Regions from separate parts of the Mus musculus genome. Here all the other regions are linked to region 3. Evidence: chromatin contacts called from public Hi-C and Micro-C data. All regions are on one chromosome and are shown on one strand. Each heading gives the region's core, a stretch centred on a gene start, on an enhancer-like site or on the middle of the called end of the contact. The rest is flanking DNA. Distances are from core to core; before and after follow the strand shown.

Region 1 (2,700 bases), core at 19-2,518, 380 kb after region 3:
AGGTATCTTAGTGTGTGCCTTTGTGTACAATAAATATTTCTCTTTAAAATGAATCTTATTATCTTAGTCAGGGTTTCTATTCCTGCACAAAACATTATGACCAAGAAGCAAGTTGAGGAGGAAAGGGTTTATTCAGCTTACACTTCCACATTGCTTTTCATCACCAAAGGAAGTTAGGACAGGACCTCACACAGGGTTGGAAGTTGGAGACAGAGTAGATGCAAAAGCCATGGAGGAGTGCTCCTTACTGGCTTGCTCCCCCTGGCTTGCTCAGCTTGCTTTTTTATATAATCCAAGACTACTAACCCAGGGATGGCACCATCCACAGTGGACCCTCCCTCCTTGAGAAAATGCCTTATAGCTGGATCTCATGGAAGCATTTCTTCTGTGATAACTCCAACTTGTGTCAAGTTGACACACAAAACCAGGTAGTACACTTACTTTCCCATAGCTACAAGGAGGAGATATTCTCCTGCCAACAGTTTAGGAGGGCCCAAATTAGCATTAAAATACAAGCAGCATTAGGCCAAACCCACTACAGGAATGGGTCCACCCACAATGAGCTGGACCCTCTCCCTTCACTAAATGAAGAAAATACCTAATAAAAATAGATAGATAGATAGATAGATAGATAGATAGATAGATAGATAGATAGATAGATAGATAAACGAAAATGCCTTATAGCCGGATCTTATGGAGACATTTTCTCAATTGAGGTTTTCTCCTTGCAGATGACTCTAGTTTGAGTCAAGTCTACATTAAACTAGCCAGCACTCTCTTCCATCCTATCCTTTCCTCCCTTCCTGTCCTTTTCCCCTTTCAATTTAAGGAAGTTTCAAATTCTTCCTGATTATGTCAGTGCTTTCTGTCAAATACATTTCCTTCCAGTGTATACAATCTATTTCATCTCTTGCCAAATCCTTACTGATGTCATCCTACTCACCAGATGTTTATGTCATTATATATTTCACTCTCACGTCCTCTTTTTAATTGCAAAACAACCACTATGCTACAGCGATTTTCAATTACAAAATAATGCATTTCAAATAAGAAAGGGATTAACAAGCCCATCACCAATGTCCCTGAATTCTCCATTTTGGCACCATACTCCCTGTCTGTGTCCTAAGATATTTCCCATCCCACAACTGTGGATCACATGGTATTTTAATCACCCACAGTGCTATTTGGGTTTTGTGTCAAACTCATACCACTTGCTGATGCTTCATGCAAATTCATTGCTCAGTCACATCAGAGTCATAACACGTATTCTTAGCTTTCCATACAGTGATTCATGAACACAGACAACAGGGAAGTCTGTTCAGGGTAACCACATTGCTATATGCCACAGAAACAAGAGCTTTGAGTTGTACTGAATGAGAGAAATGCTGAGATAAACACAGCTTAAGGGGCTAGTTATTTGCTTTTTAAAGCTATCACTAGCCTACAATTCACCATCCAGACAGTAGAAGATGTTTTAGACTCCTAAACTGTAGAAATTAACTGTATATCATTAGTTTTTCATGTCATACTAGATGAAACAGATGCTAACGTATCACACAATAAAGAGTCTATCGTAGGCTGCGTTATCTGTTTGAGAGGGCTATTGATGGGTGCTCTGAAGGCATCAGACAGGGAAGCAATCAAGCTTTTCTGATGACCAGAGAACACAAACCCAAGGAAGAAGGATCCCCAGACATCAGAGAGGTTGAGGATTGACAAGAGAAAGCTGACTCTGCACACCTGAAGATGGATTACAAGGGGCCTCTAGGGTATCAATAAGAAAGTCATGAATTTCAGTGTTCCTTTTCAGAACTGTAAGTCTCTCAAGGGCCAGATAAAAGAAATAGCATGATCAAATAGATATTTTCATAGTGTAATATTTCCCTTATTGAACATGTGTGTGCTTTTTGTTTTGTTTTATTTTGGTTTGTTTTGGTTGAGTTTTTTTTTTTTTTTTTTTGAGGGGGGGGCAGTTGTTGAGCCAGGGTTGGCCGTGAACTCCTAATTCTTTTGTGTTAGCCTGGTGAGTGTAATGACTGCAGGCAAGTACCACCATGCTGTTTTCAGATCTGTATATTTTAAAAATGATTGTGGCTACTCAAATAATATGGAGATCCATTATTGGGCTTGAGGTGGAAAGCGGAGGAGATGGGGCAAAGCCCCATATTGCTGTGGAGAAATAATGTTCAAACTGAGGACTTTTAAGAACATTCTAGAATTGCTTTCTTGACTCTTCTTCCATCCTTGCAGAGAGAACTTAGCATTCATTCTTGGACATTTGAGGAAGATGTTTTTCACCCTTAGTGCAGTATCCCTCTCTTGAACATGCCATCTGTGTTCCTCCAGCTAACCAGCAGCTCAGCCCAGTGGCATCTGTCTCCTCCCCCAGCAGAGAGCTAGAATCCTCAGCAGCCCCAGAGCTCTCTGTGGGTGGCCTTTGACTTCCACGTCCCCTTAGTCCACAGATGCAGCTCTGCTTAGGATTTTGTCTTCTCTTTCTCTCTTGGAATCTGTTTAAAGACAGAAGTTTCTATCCAGTTAAAGTTTGTTTTTTCCTAACCTCTCCAAAAAGGGAAATGAAAAAACATGTTTGTATTTGCACATAACTGCTGGTCACATGTCCATACAACTGCTTCCATGCAGGGTTCCCGAACAATCTCTCAAGATCCAGAAATTCTGTTGTCAGTCTAATAGTAGTCT
Region 2 (3,048 bases), core at 103-2,602, 500 kb before region 3:
TGATTTATGAAAGTCCTTCTTGATGTCCTCTACCATCATCATGAGATATGCTTTTAAATCTAGGTCTAGGTTTTCGGGTGTGTTGGGGTGCCCTGGACTGGGTGAAGTGGGAGTGCTGGGTTCTGATGATGGTGAGTGGTCTTGGTTCCTGTTAGTAGGATTCCTACGTTTACCTTTCGCCATCTGGTAATCTCTGGAGTTAGTAGTTATAGTTGACTCTGTTTAGAGATTGTTCTTCTGGTGATTCTGTTACCGTCTCTCAGCAGACCTGGGAGACAGATTCTCTCCTCTGAGTTTCAGTGCTCAGAGCACTCTCTGCTGGCAAGCTCTCTTACAGGGAAGGTGCGCAGATATCTTGTTTTTGGACCTCCTCCTGGTCGAAGAAGAAGGCCCAAAACAGGGCCTCTCTCAGAAGCTGTGTTGCTTTGGCAGTTCCCAGAAGCTGTCAGCTTCTGTGGTGCAGACTCTCACCTGTGCAGACTAAATTCCTAAGTTCCAGGGAGTCCTGGAACCAAGATGGTGACCGCTGCTCCTGAGGCTGAGGCCGTCTCCCGAGCCAGGCGGACACCTGTCCTCTGGTCCGGACGGTGGCCGGCTGCCTGTGGCCCGCCAAGAGTGCTGCCTCAGCGGCTCTGTGCTTCTGCCCGTCCCAGAAGCTGTCCGGTTCTCTGGCGCACCCTCTAACCTGTTCAGACTAATTTCCTAAGTTCTGCTGAGTCCCGGAACCAAGATGGCGACCGCTGCTGCTGAGGCTGAGGCTGCCTCCCAAGCCAGGCGGACACCTGTCCTCTGGTCCGGATGGTGGCCGGTTGTCTGCGGCCCGCCCAGGCTGCTGCCTCAGCAGCTCTGTGCTTCCGCCCGTCCCAGAAGCTATCCGGTTCTCTGGTGCACCCTCTAACCTGTTCAGACTAATTTCCTAGGTCCCGCGGAGTCCCGGAACCCAGATGGCGACCGCTGCTGCTGAGGCTGAGGCCGCCTCCCAAGCCAGGTGGACACCTGTCCTCTGGTCCGGATGGTGGCCGGTTGTCTGCGGCCCGCCCAGGCTGCTGCCTCAGCAGCTCTGTGCTTCCGCCCGTCCCAGAAGCTGTCCGGTTCTCTGGCGCACCCTCTGACCTGTTCAGACTAATTTCCTAAGTTCTGCTGAGTCCCGGAACCAAGATGGCGACCTGTAACATATTTTCTATCTGCCAGAGTAAAACAAAGCTACTAACAACATAAAGAGGCCACAGTGAGTCACTGGCAGGCAGCAGGAGACTGTTTTTAAATTTAAATTCAAAAGGATACTAATCCAGAATGTGGAAACATGTGCATCCAGCCAGCAGAGGGCAGTACCGGGTCTCTTAACTGCAGAATGGGGGCAGCGGCCATGATTCCCCAACAGCAGAGGGCAATGTGGTTCCATCCTCTTATTGCTATGGCGTCAATATGTTTTAATTCAAGGGTCAGCTTGTTTCCTCGGTGTCATAACCCAGCTCCTCTGACCACAATGCCTAACCTGTCTTTGCTCTAATTTCCAAGATATCATAAATAATATCATGTGAGTCCCACAACACCACGGCCTTCCCTATACTGCTGGTTCTGTGTTATGGATATTAAAATATCAGGTTGAAGGGAGCTTGTACCTGTTTCAGGGATAAAATAGAAGGTCAGAGGGTGAAAGTTCCAGAAAGCAAAACTGCATTGCCTTTCTACAGCACTAAAGGGCAGGTCTCCCATTAGCCCCTGCAGCTGCAGTGGATGGCCAGAGTCCCGGCTGCTGATGGGAATGTTTTTAAGGACGTGACTCTAATCCAGGATTCTTGGTGGCCTTTTGATCTTCTGTTCCTTTGGAACACTTATCTGTTTCCAACGTCCCCATTCTTATCCTGTGAAATAAGGGCCCCACAGTTCCCTGATGCTGGTATTTTTGTTTGTTTGTGCCAATGGAGGAAACAAATTGGGGTATCAGAAGGCTAGCTCTGTAATGTAAGAAAAAGAGGGGACAGATTTGTACCTTTTTGTATCTGACAAATCCAGTTGTTGAGGTGTTCACAGTTGATATCATTCCAGGACATGCCAGGGTCACCTTTCAGCTCACCACAATATTCAACATTTTGGTAATTATTTGGTTCACCGTAAGCCCAATTTTCATAGGAAACCTATGGTGGAAACATCACACTTGATCTGAACCACAACACCAGGTTGCTATGCTGTGCTAGAAACACCACATTAGGCTGCAGATATACCACGTATACCACATTAGGCTGCAGATATACCACGTATACCACATTAGGCTGCAGATATACCACGAACACCACATTAGGCTGCAGATATTAACCACGTATACCACACCAGTGCAAATTCAAATTGGGAAAGGAAAAAGAGGGGCTGTTTGGATTCTTCATTCATTTGCTTTTTACTTTTAGCTATGGAAGCACATTTTATGGACATGGGTGAGAAAGAAACAGCTTTTATTACATGGAAACTTTTAAGCAGACTAGAGTAGGGAATTGGTTTTTATAACATTTCCTTTATTCCCATTAAATAGAATGAATCCAGGGCCACAAGCAATGGGATTTATATGTAGGAAAAAGTTAGCAAGAAACTTCCATATCTCAGTCGGTAGTCGCAATTTCCTAAATTTACAGCCTGTTCTTAAGGGATGATATTTCAGTAAGTTGTTGGAAGCTTTTCATCTATTACACAGGCTACAGAAAAATAATTAGAGAAGAAAAAGTCTTATAAAATGTGACTAACTGAACGACCAGCCTTTGCCAAAATGAACAATGGAAACAACTTGGGAATGTGGGTAGTTTTCAGTGATCAGAGTCTGAAGGGGTCTGGATTAAGAATTATGATCAGTTTTCCATAAACATGAAATCCAGACACCGATGCAGCCACCAAAGAAACCATGTCACTTAAACAAGTACCTTGGAAGATGCCTGTGGGTTCCAAGAGAAAATAGTGTTAATATCATAAAACATCCTTTCCCAGGATGACCAGGACTGCTAAATGTTGCTAGCAAAAGCCAGAGCTTCCCATTTCTCAAATTTGGAGAAGTCCATCTGA
Region 3 (2,997 bases), core at 393-2,892:
CATTGTAAAGTTCATGGTTGGTGGTTGTCCCCTCCCCTCACAAATTAGTGAGAAAGGAAACTCCTGCCCTCTGCGCTCTCTCTCTCTCTCTCTCTCTCTCTCTCTCTCTCTCTCTCTCTCTCTCTCTCTCTCTCTGTGTGTGTGTGTGTGTGTGTGTGTGTGTTGTACATACATGTGTGCGTGCACGTATGTACAGGAACAAAAGCCAGAGGCTGGTATTGAGTGAGGTCTTCTATCACTCTCCACCTTATTGTTTGGCACAGATCCTCCCACTGAACCCTGCCCTAGCTAATTCATCCAACTCAAGTGGGCCATCTCTCCAGCCTCGTGTTGAGGATCAAATCACAGTTGGAGGATAGAGTTTCAACACAGAAACTGGATGTCGACCTATAGCTACGAGAAAAGAAATATTTGAGACAAATAAATGTCAACCATTTACTTGAACAAAGAAGGACTCGTGAATTAGGCAGCACTGGGAAACAGAAGAGGGGATATCTGCCTATCAGTGGGCAGCAAGCTTTTGGTGGGCGGGCACAAAGTCTTAGTAGAGGGATCACCTGATTGGCTACATGTAGGTAACTGACTTTGCGTGGTGTGATGAGTTAGCTGCCTATGATTGGTTGGTGCATTTTTCTCTTATTGGTGAAATTCTCGTGTTCGTTATAATTCCAATTAGGTTCTGGATTAGGCAAGAATTTAAAATCCAGAGATCACCTCCATTGGCAGTAGGCAAATCTGTTTTTCTGAAAAACATTTGGTAAACAATGGTAAACACTTCAGGTTTTGAGAGCTATAGACTCGCAGTCACCACTACTCAATTCTGCCCTTATAAGCAGTCAATCTGTCACACAATCGCATGCTCATCAATAATACAAATTACTGGACACAAAGATGTCCAATAAAACAGTTGTTTTAAAGCAAGCAGAGATGACTCTGGTCAAAGGTGGGTGGACAAATTGCCCTTGAAGATCTCTTGGTAATTTGGTGTCAACTGTCCACGGAACGTCGTGGGAAGGTGCCATGCAATGCCAGTCTACTCAAACGTTACCAAGTTCCTGGCAGCTTTCAGGCACGTGGGAGGATCCAACTGAGCAACCCAGTTTGCAAACTTTTTGAAGTGGGTCCTTTCTGCTCTTCTCTTCAGTCCTCCAGGTTCTAGCTCAGGGCCTCAGCTACATAGCAGAGTCGCAATGTGATTGGGTGGGTCACTTGGGGCCAAGCGCGCACTCGGGCGAAGGTGAGAGCAGCTGAAAAGTTGGAGCCCAATCAGCGCGGAGTTGAGCGCTCATACCCCAACCTTCAGGTGACCCCGCGTGGCGGCGGCGGCAGCAGTAGGCAGAGGCAGCGGCGGCTGCAGCGACCAGAGCCCGCAGCGGCTCCGAGCGCCTCCGGGAGGACAAGCGACGAGCTTGGAGAATCGTCATCCGCTAGCTGTCCGCCAGCTTCGCCAGCTTCGGCGGCCGGGGCTGGCTTGGAAGAAGCGAGCGAGCCCGAACGCGGCTTCTTCGGCTCGGTGCCCAGCAACACTGTTGCAGGCTGGGCTCTGGGCAGCCCCCAGAGTGCGGGCCCGCGCCACCGCCTTTGAACGCTGGGGGTGTGCGTGGCAGCGGCCGCGGTGGCGGCGGCGGCGAAGGCGGTGACCGGAGCGGCGAGTCGGTGCCGCCCGGGCTGCGCTTCGCCCCGGCAGCTTTGGCGGCGAGGACGCCCGTGGCTCAGGATGAGATCGGGGGGCACGCTGTTCGCCCTCATAGGCAGCCTGATGCTGCTGCTCCTCCTGCGTATGCTCTGGTGCCCAGCCGACGCGCCTGCCCGCTCCAGGTAATTCCCCGGCCTCAACTCGCCCCACCTGAAAGGTCCGGTGCGCCCACGCTGTGCTCTGGGTGTTGCTTCCAGGGGACGCCCGGAAAGATCCGGGTGACTGACCACTTTAGACTTTTGACTAAGCAGCTCCTTGAGGGTAGGGTGGAGATCAGGGGTCGCGGAGAGGCGACGCTTGGCCGGATGTCTTGGTTTGAAGTGGAAAGGGACACGTCGGGGTTGGGAGGGCTCCGGATAGTGCCTCTGTGGGCGAGGGAGCTGCAGAGCGGAACCTCCTGAAGAGGTTTCCCGCCAGGCTCCAGGACTCCCCCATTCTACTCCTGGTTTTGTCCTATGGGATTTTTCCTGTCTAACTTCAAGATTAGGGACCCATCCCGGGAGCTGGGGTGCACAAAGATGCTCTGATTACGTCTGGAGTGCAGTGCCCAGTCTGCCAGCCACACTGGCTTCCAACGCGGTGTAATAACTTAGTTTTCTCCCTGGCTGTGCAGGCTGTTGATGGAGGGAAGCAGAGAGGACACCAGTGGTACCTCAGCTGCACTGAAGACACTCTGGAGCCCGACAACCCCGGTACCACGCACCAGGAACAGGTACTAAGGCCACTAGGGACAGATGGACAAGGTCTGGGCAAGACTGCGAGACCCGTGGAACTCACTTGAGCGTTTTGCCTGGATATCTCTGTCTGTCTGTCTCTGTCTGTCTTTGACAGAGAGAGAGAGAGAGAGAGAGAGAGAGAGAGAGAGAGAGAGAGAGAGAGAGAGAGAGAGAGAGAGAGAGACTACGCACATCAACCTTTAAAAACACATCTCTCCATATCGGCTACACTTTCAAAGATGGGTACTGAATTCTGTAGATAAAGGTGTGTGGAAAACCCCAGAGAAGGCACTTGTCTATCTTTACTGAGAGATTTGGTTTGTGGGTTTTGTTTTCTGTTCTTTAAAGTGCATCTGTGTTGAGATCGAAGGAATACAATTCTTCAGTGTGTTTGTCCTGGATGAAAAAGAACTTACATTTCTTCCTTACTGTGGGTGTGTATTAATGTACAGTAATTATTGGATATCTATTATTCTGATTATAGAAATAACACAACTTAATATAGAAAGCCATAGGGGAAATACATAAGAGAATTTAATATTAACTCAGAGCCCAGACCCAGGTATCATTTTCAGGTTAGGACTA

Evidence for each region. A called contact is a pair of places that touch in the nucleus more often than the background predicts.
Region 1: a contact with region 3 is called in a Hi-C map of B cells, with 2.0 times the contacts expected there. The contact joins the enhancer-like site here to the promoter of St8sia6 in region 3. A contact is called at or near these places in 1 of 39 promoter capture datasets (hematopoietic stem and progenitor cells), 3 of 484 Hi-C or Micro-C datasets (B cells and CD4 T cells) and 1 of 115 datasets of contacts at active chromatin or transcription factors (memory CD8 T cells).
Region 2: a Micro-C map of embryonic stem cells shows a contact between it and region 3, with 4 times the contacts expected there. The contact joins the enhancer-like site here to the promoter of St8sia6 in region 3. A contact is called at or near these places in 5 of 39 promoter capture datasets (embryonic stem cells, hematopoietic stem and progenitor cells, hippocampal neurons and 2 more), 1 of 15 datasets of contacts at CTCF or cohesin (stem cell-derived epiblast-like cells), 2 of 484 Hi-C or Micro-C datasets (both in embryonic stem cells) and 1 of 115 datasets of contacts at active chromatin or transcription factors (stem cell-derived neural progenitor cells).

What each region holds. Positions count from the first base shown.
Region 1 is chr2:13,415,534-13,418,233 of GRCm38.p6, reverse strand. The region is part of intron 27 of Cubn (cubilin (intrinsic factor-cobalamin receptor)); the gene reads left to right. Among named protein-coding and RNA genes, the nearest start is that of Cubn, 75 kb to the left of the region's middle. Within about 2 kb of position 1,268, at least 56 of the 459 cell types and tissues checked have an H3K27ac peak or open chromatin away from gene starts, as enhancers often do. A contact at or near this core is called in B cells, where this site is marked.
Region 2 is chr2:14,293,890-14,296,937 of GRCm38.p6, reverse strand. Mrc1 (mannose receptor, C type 1) reads right to left here. Exons shown (of 30, transcript NM_008625.2): 15 at 1,994-2,138. Among named protein-coding and RNA genes, the nearest start is that of Mir511, 34 kb to the right of the region's middle. Within about 2 kb of position 1,352, at least 15 of the 459 cell types and tissues checked have an H3K27ac peak or open chromatin away from gene starts, as enhancers often do. A contact at or near this core is called in embryonic stem cells, where this site is marked.
Region 3 is chr2:13,792,165-13,795,161 of GRCm38.p6, reverse strand. It overlaps St8sia6 (ST8 alpha-N-acetyl-neuraminide alpha-2,8-sialyltransferase 6), which reads left to right and starts at 1,642. Exons shown (of 8, transcript NM_145838.1): 1 at 1,642-1,818; 2 at 2,310-2,408. The coding sequence starts at 1,718.